Regions from separate parts of the Callithrix jacchus genome. Here region 1 is linked to region 2. Evidence: chromatin contacts called from public Hi-C data. All regions are on one chromosome and are shown on one strand. The core of a region is the stretch at or near the end of the contact, and the rest is flanking DNA. Distances in the headings are between cores, read along the strand shown. Region 1 holds the start of RGMB (repulsive guidance molecule BMP co-receptor b). Region 2 holds the start of CHD1 (chromodomain helicase DNA binding protein 1).

Region 1 (5,039 bases), core at 2,218-4,717, 160 kb after region 2:
GCCGCAAAAGAGAGGTCTAAGAGTGGGCAGACTTCAACGTTCTGTTACAGTGTAATTAATGAGAGTGGTGCGTTTTTATGCAGTGTAACTATGCCATGATTTGTTGTTGCTCAGTGGCTTTTCCACAAATTTCTACAGATTTATTCAGTTTTCCATAAATTTCTACAGATTAATTCAATGTCAGGTCACTTTCTCCTTTTATGATCGGATGGGTCCAAAAGTGAAGAAAAAGACAATTGTCTGCACAGAAAGAGGCTGCCAAGTGGAGACAAAAGCAGTTGTGAGATTGATGAGAGTCCAATTTGTTATCAGTAGGTGTGAAGTGATATCTAATCTCAAGAATGACCTCAAGGCTGAGAGACACTTGATACTGCCCTAGGCCTTAGCTGTTCCCCAAACAGCACGGCTGCCATTTAAAATCCACTAACACCCAAATCGTTGCTGGCAACTCTACCCGCTACATTACTCAGAATCTCTAATTTAATTAGGAATTTCATATCAACCACGGACATGTTGATATTCCATACATGTTTAAATGTACTAATCAATGGACTAGGATAATTGAGGGGCAAACCTCCTGTCTCACCAGCTCACTCAGACACACTGTGAATTGCTCAAACCACTAGATCCCTAATCAAGGATGCCTATCTGTTTTTACTGTAACTTTTCATTACTTACTTATTACATACTATGATGACTCAAGGGGTAAACACACCTTTCACTATCCACGATATAATCCAAGCCTTGTGTGTATCCATAATATGCTTAATAATAGCTTCACAGTTGCCTGGAGAAATGACTTTTGGGGAGGAAGATACATGACATTTTCAGATAATGCCGTGGACTAAATATTATTAGAGCAAAAATTTACCATCTTGCAATTGCTTCATATAATTAATGAGATATAATTCATGATATACTAAGAAGTATCTTTAAAAAGTAATGAAATATAATACTGATTTTCAAAGTATTTGGCTAACAAAGACTAAAATGTTTTTTTCCTCTTAACCCAAGGCCCTATAAAAGAAGCATCTCACCGTATTGACCGTATTACAAAACATACAACCAATAGTTAAGGATCAAAAATTTCAGTTTGGTTTGGGTCTTTCCGATTGTGACTTTATATGATTTTTTTTTCACTCCCCTCCCCCCATATCCTGTTCTGTAAGTACACGAGTGCTCTAGATTTCCTTATCAATAGAGGGCGTCCTCGAGTCATTGCAAATACTGGTGGTGTGAAACAACTGTTCTGAGGAAAAACTTCATTGTCTCTAAGGTGCTTTATTGCTCCTCTATTGTAAAATTTGACAAGCTCGAGATTTATAAGCCTAACAATTCACTTTTTATTGCTGCATAAGTGTTCAGACGCTAGAGGAAAATGCTAATTTTCACAATTAAACCACATGGTGATTCCTATTTTCAAGACATAAGTCAGTTGACAACTCGCGGGTAAATTGGTACTGTTAGAAAGATCAGAAATCGGCTTGGAAAGCAAGAGCATAGTGCATGGTCGCTTATAGCACTGCCATTCAAGCCGGTGAGCTGCAAGTTACAAAGGATTTTAGATTCTACAAAGAAAAATCGGAGAGGGTGCTAAAACACAAACATAAAATCAATGACTTATAAAAGTTTTATGTTTTAATCAGATAAAAAGAATGAAGTGACTGATGACTTGTGTAACTCACACATCCACCATGTTTCTTGCCACTGGTGCACTTTCTCCCTTCCTCTTTGTTTTCAGGAAGGAAAGAGAAAGAGGAGACCTGAACAGTACATTCAGGGGAGTGGACAGAATTAAAACACATGCCAGAAACACTAATGGATTCTAAACAATATGCGGTTTCATTTCCTGAACCTATACGTGATGTTTTAACTGTTTTCTAGTTAATATGTCTCCATTTCCAGAAATCTAACAGGAGGATCTCTGCCTGCTTAGCAGATCACCTAGGTTTCCATATGTGCAATCCATTCTAGAGTAAGGGCTCCCTGGCTGCTCCTCCGTCTACTATGTATACAAAGCAGCGGCTGAAATAGCTTGGAGTCCGACAGCGCAGCGTCAAGCAGCTCGTGGTTTGTACTTACATCATTTTTTTTTTTTAAAAAGCAGGAGTGAAAGTTTATTAAAAAGCTTTAGAATAGTAAGGAAAGAAAGGAAGGAAAGGAAAGGAGAGAAAAGAAGGAAAGTACAACTTGGAAGAGGGCCAAGCGGGCGACTTGAGAAACCAAGTGCCTGTACTTACATCATTCTTAACCCTTCCGCTCCTGGAGAGGGATCAGGGAGCCCCCGGACTTCGGAACACGCAGGACCTGGGCGTGAGAGAAGAATCCCAGAGCTTGGTGTGAGCAATGCACCCCCGGAGGGAGCGAGCCTGGGGCCTGTGAGGGGCTCATCACCCACTCGTACGCAACGGGCCCCCGCAATCCCTGCGGGCTCGGCTCCTGCTCTCACCGCTCAAAACGGCAGGTGCAAAAAGCATTTGGGAGCCTCTTGCCAGCGCGCGGAGGTAATGCGCTTCCTGTCCATTTATCTCAGGAAACCAGTGCAGCCTTCCCTTCGAAACAAAATTAACCTCTCATTAGCCAGCCACTCGCTCCTAAGAAGGCCTTAAAAGCTTTACCAGCTCGCTAATGTATTTAGGCTTTTCTTGCAGGCAAACGCAGCCGCCGGTCTTGACTGCCATCAGCTCAAGGGGTTCCTCTGGGCTCTCCTGCGAGCCAACAGCCGACCTCTCTGCAGCCTAGTCTGGGCAACTTCAGCCAACTCAGGATCCTATTTTGTAGTCCGGGGCAGACCCGACACCCCTGAAAGAACTCCACGCCAGAAGAAGCCAGAACAAGTTCCCACGAATTTCATGAGCGCCCTTCACATTAAACCCTCAGCTTCCCTGTCCTCAAGAGAACAGGAAAGGGCGCTGGGGAGGGACTTCGGCGGCCAGCTGTCCCTGGGTCGTGGGCGCTGATTGCTCTGCGGAGCACCAGCCCTGCACACAGCGGGTGCGGGAAGCGTTGATGGGGGGCTGGAGGGTGGGGGAGCGAAACTAGGATCTAGCTGGTTCCAGGCGTGGAGAATCAAATGTGGTCTTAGATCTGTAAGTGGCGAAAAGGGGCTTTTGGGAACGTCAGGGCTTTCTCACCCCGGCCCCCCGCCGCCCGGAGGCTGGCAGATTTATACCACACAGGTGGATGGAGACCTAAACAAAACAGTCCCGGCTGCTGCCTGCCGCTCGCCCCCCACGTCCCCCGGGCCCACCGCAAACTTCAGCAAAATAAACAACTCACCACAGGCATTCCCTTGTCTGCAGCACGGCGCTTGCCAGCTGGGAAAATAAGCCGCAAGCCACGCGGCCGAGGCGCGGAGGGAAGGCAGCGCGGCGCCCGCCCCTCTCCCCCAGGTGGGGGCAGCGGGACTCGGGGCTGGAGGGAGGCTCCGCCTCGGGGGCCGCACTCCCAGCTCTCCGACTCCGGAATGAGCTCTCGGAGAGGAGCTGCGCCCTTCCAGCTAGCGCGATTTCTCCGCCACCTAGGCGAGAGGGCGGGGAGCCCAATCCCCACCAGCTTCCTCCAGGCTGCTTTCTCCCTACTTTAGCCTCAAATAGAGGCTAAAGGAGACCCCCACCCCCGAGCAACTCCTCTATCGCCACACTGCCCCCTGCCGGCGTTACCCGGCTCCTTCCTGCACAGCCTACAGCTGGGGGCGTAGGGGCGCCCCAGACCTCCGCGTCCAGTTCCCGGCCCAGTTCTCTCTTTGCCTTCCCCCCACCACACTCAGTCTTGCACAAAGACGCCTTTCACGCAGCCAGCGCCACCCTCCGCGCCGTCCTCCGGGCCAGCGGCGCTGCGTTCGCCCACCCGCGGCACCGACCGATTCCTGGTGGGCGACTGTGCGCGTCGTCGCGGGGCAGGCGGCAGCGGACGCTTGCGGGCTGTTCCCAGTCCGCACCTCTGCCAAGGCGCCAGATGCGCTGCCCCCGCCCGCCACATTCTCTAGCTTCCCGCCAGCAGCCGCAGAATGCACCCCGTTCTCTCCGTAAATGATCCTTGAGGGTCTTCCTAGTGTGTCTAAATATGGGGACAGTGGCAGGAACGATCCTCCGGACTTTCACCGAAAGAAGAAATCCAGCGACCTTCCCTGACCACCTAAGGTGCCAGTGTGTCTTTACAGCTTAAGAGAGCCAAAGATAAAAGATTTGGGAATAAAGAGGGAAGAGAGGGTTTAAAGGGACACCTAAGACCTAGAGCAAGTGTGTTGCAAAGAACGAGCCCATGAAATGTTAGAGGGAGGACGGTCGCTTCGATCAGTGTAGAAGTCGTGGAGGGCAAGAAAGCGATTAACTTTCTACCTTAGATTAATCTTCCAAAGTAGAGGGGGAAAAAAGCATCCTAGATACTCAGCGGCAGCTAATAGGCGCGTTCAACCCTTGGAACGAGCGGGCTGCTTCTCTTAGTCAAGTCAAATGCTTAAACATCTTCACTCAGGGAGGTCGTTTCTTGCCTCCTTAGGCAGGAATCTATGACCCTCTCCAGTTTTTGCCTTCTCCTCCCACAGCCCCTCCTTATAGTTTCTTGGGCTAACGCTAGAGGCAGCATAGGGCAGTGTAAAGAGGGCGAATGGGAATCCACAGAAACACAGAAGAGGGTCTAGGCCTGAGTTTCTGGGTCTGGGTCTTAGGCAACTGATTTAACGTCTTTGGACCCTCGTGTCACTATCAAGAAAGGATGTGTAAAGGGCAATAATTAGTAAAATTTACATATTCTTCTGTTTCTTAAATTCAGTGATAATGACTGCCCTTCCTCCAACCCGCTGCAGGTTCCTCCTTAGTGTTTTTTCACTTTGCTTTATCTTCTCCAAGTGCCAAACTGAAAAAAAAAAAAAATACTGAGATTGTTTCAAGGTAAATGTAAGATATATTGAAACATACTCTTCTGCATCTGAGAATTAAGAAGAAGAAGAAAAAACCCAACTCAGCTTCTGTTTCACAGAGCAAGGAATTTTAATGTCCCCACACCCTTTGCTTTTGAAAAGCCACTCCAGCAGTCAG
Region 2 (4,767 bases), core at 2,188-4,687:
AGGCTAAGGCGGGCAGATCAGGAAAGGTCAGGAGCTCGACATCAGCCTGGCCAAAGTGGTGAAATTCCATCTCTACTAAAAATACAAAAACTTAGTCAGGTGTGGTGACTTGCACCTGTAGTCCCAGCTACTTGGAAGGCTGATGAATGAGAATCACTTGAACCCGGGAGGCAAAGGTTATTAATTAAATAAATAAACAAATTAATTAATTAAACAATCTGAGCAAGAAAAGGAGTGAGAGCATCAATGCACCAATTCAGTATTTTTGAGGTTGGCTACTTAAACTTTTTTCTTACTCTGTGTGCACACCTCATTTTTTCAGTAGAGGATGGAATCTTTGTACCATCTTCAATGCCTATTAGATTTTATACATACTTGTTTCATAGTATCATCTCTAAGAATTTTGTTTGAAATTTAGCTTTTAGTGATTCAAGAATTTATCAGTCAAAATCCCCAAATCCAGTGGCCATAAACAAGGTGGATGAGTTACAAGGTAGATGAGCAGCTGGTGGATATTGGAATAATCTGGGAAACTTCCCAAATACTACCTAGAACCTAGAAATTCTGCATAACAGAAGAGGGGAAGAATAGGAGAGTCAGGCACATGTAGTTACAACAGAACTTTTCAGGTGACTGAGTCCTATCTCTTGTTCAACACTGGGAACCAAAGCTCCTCTAATTTCTTATTAGGAAAACAGAAAATATACATTAAATCTTCACTAGAAGATGACTTAGGATTTCATGGGTTGTATTCAGAGGAATTTGTAAATTTAAGAATCATATTGGAAAGACTTCCTCTGGTTTGGCAAGGACATGGGTGATACTGTCATGGGTTGAGATTCTAGGGTATTTTAATACTGTCCTGATTGTTTTTGTGGCTTCTCATATGCAAATCCTCCAGGCAACAAAAACACAATTATGGAATTAAAATTGTAACCCTGGCATCTAAAATACTAACAGAGGAGCAAGTTATCCTGTGTATGTTATATTATTTCACAATTCTGGATATATGGTTCCCAGTCTATCCCCACCTAAGGATACCTATTTAGTACTTGGCCTAGTAAAGTGTATCAGAATTAAAGAACCACAAAATGCTATCTTAGGTTCTGTAAATGTAATATTCTTTCCAAAGAATAAAAAATTTTAGAAACCAGAACTTAAATAATTACAAAAGCCTCCTGTTGATGTTAATTATGTGGAATTTTTCATTAGTCCTGTATTGAGATTATCAAATGTTTGGCTATTGTTTTAGTATCAGTAAGTAGAGATAAAGCCCATTTATTCAAATAGTGAAACTGCAAATGTAACTACGTTGATAACAAAATCATCAAAGTACCTTTGGATTATCTACATGCTTTTTAAAAAAATCAACTGCCAAGACTGTTGCAATTTTCCACCTAGTGTGTACTTCTGTGAAGCAATAAAATACTATTTTACTCCAAATCTAAATCTCCAAGGTTCAACATTTTATTACAAATTGGGCAAGATATTTTTTCGAATAGCATGTTTGATGGCACAATTAGTAGTAAAAAAACAAAAAACCGGTCTCATGCTTTCAGAAAATGTAAAACAGATTGTATATACGGTAATTCTTTTCATAAGACAATGATAAAATGTCAGAATTGTAACTGAGGACTTTATTAACTTAACTATACTTCTGATTACAACAGTCGTTATATGTTAATGGTTAGTTTCTCTGGATAAATTAGAGGCATAGAAAGTTCCTATCATTAAGGATATTTACATAAAGCTTAATATGAAAAATTAGCACTCAGTTCATAACTTTAGGGACTTCAGAAATGAAGATTTGTATGATCTCATTATTCCTCACAACTCAGAATTAAAGCTATTTAATATTGCAAAGAATGGCAGCGTTCCATGTAGTTTTGCTATTCAATTATTGCTCATAGATGTTTTCAAAAAGGCCATGGGCATCTGTTTGCTTTCACCTACTCCTCCAGGTAAATATACCCTTCAATATGTAGTAAATACGTATGTGGAGTTATGTTTTGACATTTCTTTGAAGGCTTTAAACCAAACTGTTTAAACAAGCCGGTAGTCTAAAATTCTGGAATATTTCCCACAAAGGAAAAATAATTATTTGGGGAATGCACTTACTGCAATCAAACTCATGTGAGTTAGAAAGTGGGCCTTTACACCAAATCCATTAACTTAACAATGGGATTAGAAGCTTTTAAAAATTATTAACCTCCGCTGTGTGCTGTGGCTCACACCTGTAATTCCAGCACTTTGGCAGACAGAGGCAGGTGGATCGCTTGAGCTCAGGAGTTTGAGACCAACCTAGTAACACGGCAAAACCCTGCCTCTATAAATAGAAAAAAACAAAAATCATTAACCTCGAGCGAGTCAAGTCGATCTGCAGACTGAAAAAAACGAAGTGAAACAATTTTGATTTTAAAAACAATGTTTTCAAAAAACCGGGTAAAGTGAGTACACTACCATCCAACACATTGAAGGTATTTAACTAAGGCCCACAGTTACAGTTACGATAGAAACTGTCAACTAAAAGGCACGAAATTAAGCTGAGACAGTTACTAACATCCCTCAAGAAGCGTTTTTTGTTGCGATTCAGCGCAGCACCCTTCACCCCGCCCTCTGGGGAGGAACCTAGAAAGAAAGGGTAGTACATTTCTAAACTAGGCTACCCACACATGAATGAAGCAGCCTAGCCGGCTGTCAACAACCGGGTCTCTATTTTCTCTCCTCCTCAGGCGCCCCGCCCGTGCGAGACATCAGCTTCGAGGGAGCATCAGTCGCAGATCGCTCAGACCTAAGAGGTGGCGAGAGGCCACCACGGTTGCCAACAATTGGCGTTCCCAGGTTGCCCTGTGTGACGCAGCAGCCCCCGCCCAGGCCCTGCGGCCTGGCGATCCGACGCAGCCGAGGCCTGCGCCACCGACCCTTCGCGCGACCGGGCCCTTTAGGCTTATTCAGTGCTGCCCTTCAGCGGCTTCCCAAGTCCCATTGCTGTCTCTCCCCACCCCCGTTCCTCCCCGGTTCCTTGTCATTCTCCGCGGCGACGTCCTTGCGCAACCATCCCGAGTCACATTAGCGCCCATACCCGCACGGAGCGAGCCTGCAGCTCCCACTTCCCGGAATTCAACGCCGGGCCTCTAAGGGCGGGTACCCAAGCGAGGATCAGCAAACTACAGCCGCAGCCAGAGTCCGGCGCCCTCCGCGCAGTCTGCGTGCGCACTCCCATCCGTGCGCGTGCGCGCACTTGCCCTTTGCCCGCCCCAGCACCAATCGCTTTTTTCCTAGGCCCACGACTCTTCAACGTCCTCCCTCCGCCCGCGCGCGAGAGGAAAGGGTTTGGCGTGCGCGCGCGCGCCCGCTCGCCCTTCTCGCGCTCGGTCAGGAAGGGGAGTGAGCACAGGCGCTTACGTCGCGCGGGAGGCGGAGGCGACGGCGACCTCGGTGGCGGCGGCGGCTACGACGAAGACGGTTGCGCTCGCTCGCTCTCTCGGCGTCATGGCGGCTGCCGGGGGCAGATAAGCGGCGGGAGCGGGAGCGCGCGCGCGACGACGGTGGCGGCGGCGGCGACGACTCGTTACTTCTAGTTCTTGCTGCGCTCGCCCTTGGTGCTTCAATAATGAATTGATTGTTGGATCCACTTCGCAGGGGATTGCGCGTTGGTGCCGCGGGCAGGGGCTTCCCCTTCCCCTCCGCGTCTTCCCCCTTCCCCCTCCCTCGCACGGACTCTTGCTTACCCCAAGACGCCCGGAGCCCTAGGACTCGGCGGCGGAGATCCTGGGCGCGGGGGAGGCCGTCGACCCGAGTCGGCTCCCTCCGCCCAGCCAAGCCTGCCGGTAAGAAAGGGGGCGGCGGGGAGGACAGGAGGTGGCCGGGTGGAGGGCGGGCGCGGCGCGGTGCCCGGGCGGCGGCCCAGCGTCCGGGCGAAGGCCGGACGGCTCTGTGAGGGCCGGTGGCGGTGTACGGGCCCGGCGCGCAGGGGGCGTGTGAGCGGCGAGCACAGGCCAGCGGCCGCAGAGCGCATCCTCGCGCTGGCCTGGCGGCCCTGCCAGGGCCTCTTGAGCTTGGTGCCGACCGGGCAGCGAGAGGAGACCCTCGAATGGCGAGCACTTATCCCGTGCGTCGGTCCTGCGGCGACCCGGGCTCCCAGCACGTGGGGAGCGGCGGGGAGGGGGAGGGGAGGGGGCGGCGGCTCCAGCGAGCCTGGGAGGGCGCGGGGCGGGTCTGCGGGAAGTTTGAGGCGGGAAGAGGGACTCCCGGACCGGGAAGGAGGCCCTGGGAGAGGGGGGCAGGTCCGCGAGGGAGGCTGATTGGAGCGATTTGGATGGATGAGCGAGGAGGATGGTTTCCAAACCTCTTTAGAGTACCGCTTTAAAAACTTATCAGGAGCAGAGCAACTGCTAAAAGACAGGATTGAAGAGGTTTAATAACTTAGGGTAGTCATTGTTGAGATGCTTGAGAGGACGAGGAGCTGTTGTGCACTTGGAGCTTCAGAACTAGGGTTGTGAAAAGGGTCTCAGACAGGACTTACTCGGATAAGGGAGATGGAGGGGGGAAGGAAGTTAAAATGTTCAGAGAAAGCCATTTTGAGGGACGAAAAGACGGTGAAAAGGAACAAAAAAGGGAGTGAACTTTTTAAACGAAGAAACGGGAAAGGCAGTTTGTTAGCGTACTTAGATTTTTAAGACTTAATTGTTCAGTAAGGTTCTTTGACTAGGGTTGAGATTAATATTTAACATTAGGAATAAATGTGTTGAGTAGAATGATTACTTT

The links. Hi-C and Micro-C count contacts between places; a contact is called where the count stands out from the background.
Region 1: a contact with region 2 is called in a Hi-C map of skeletal muscle, with 2.6 times the contacts expected there. The contact joins the promoter of RGMB here to the promoter of CHD1 in region 2. A contact is called at or near these places in 2 of 3 Hi-C or Micro-C datasets (both in skeletal muscle).

What each region holds. Positions count from the first base shown.
Region 1 is chr2:111,970,183-111,975,221 of calJac240_pri, forward strand. It overlaps RGMB (repulsive guidance molecule BMP co-receptor b), which reads right to left and starts at 3,468. Exons shown (of 5, transcript XM_002744783.7): 1 at 3,280-3,468; 2 at 2,241-2,307. The coding sequence starts at 2,245.
Region 2 is chr2:111,807,977-111,812,743 of calJac240_pri, forward strand. It overlaps CHD1 (chromodomain helicase DNA binding protein 1), which reads left to right and starts at 3,438. Exons shown (of 35, transcript XM_078365870.1): 1 at 3,438-3,830.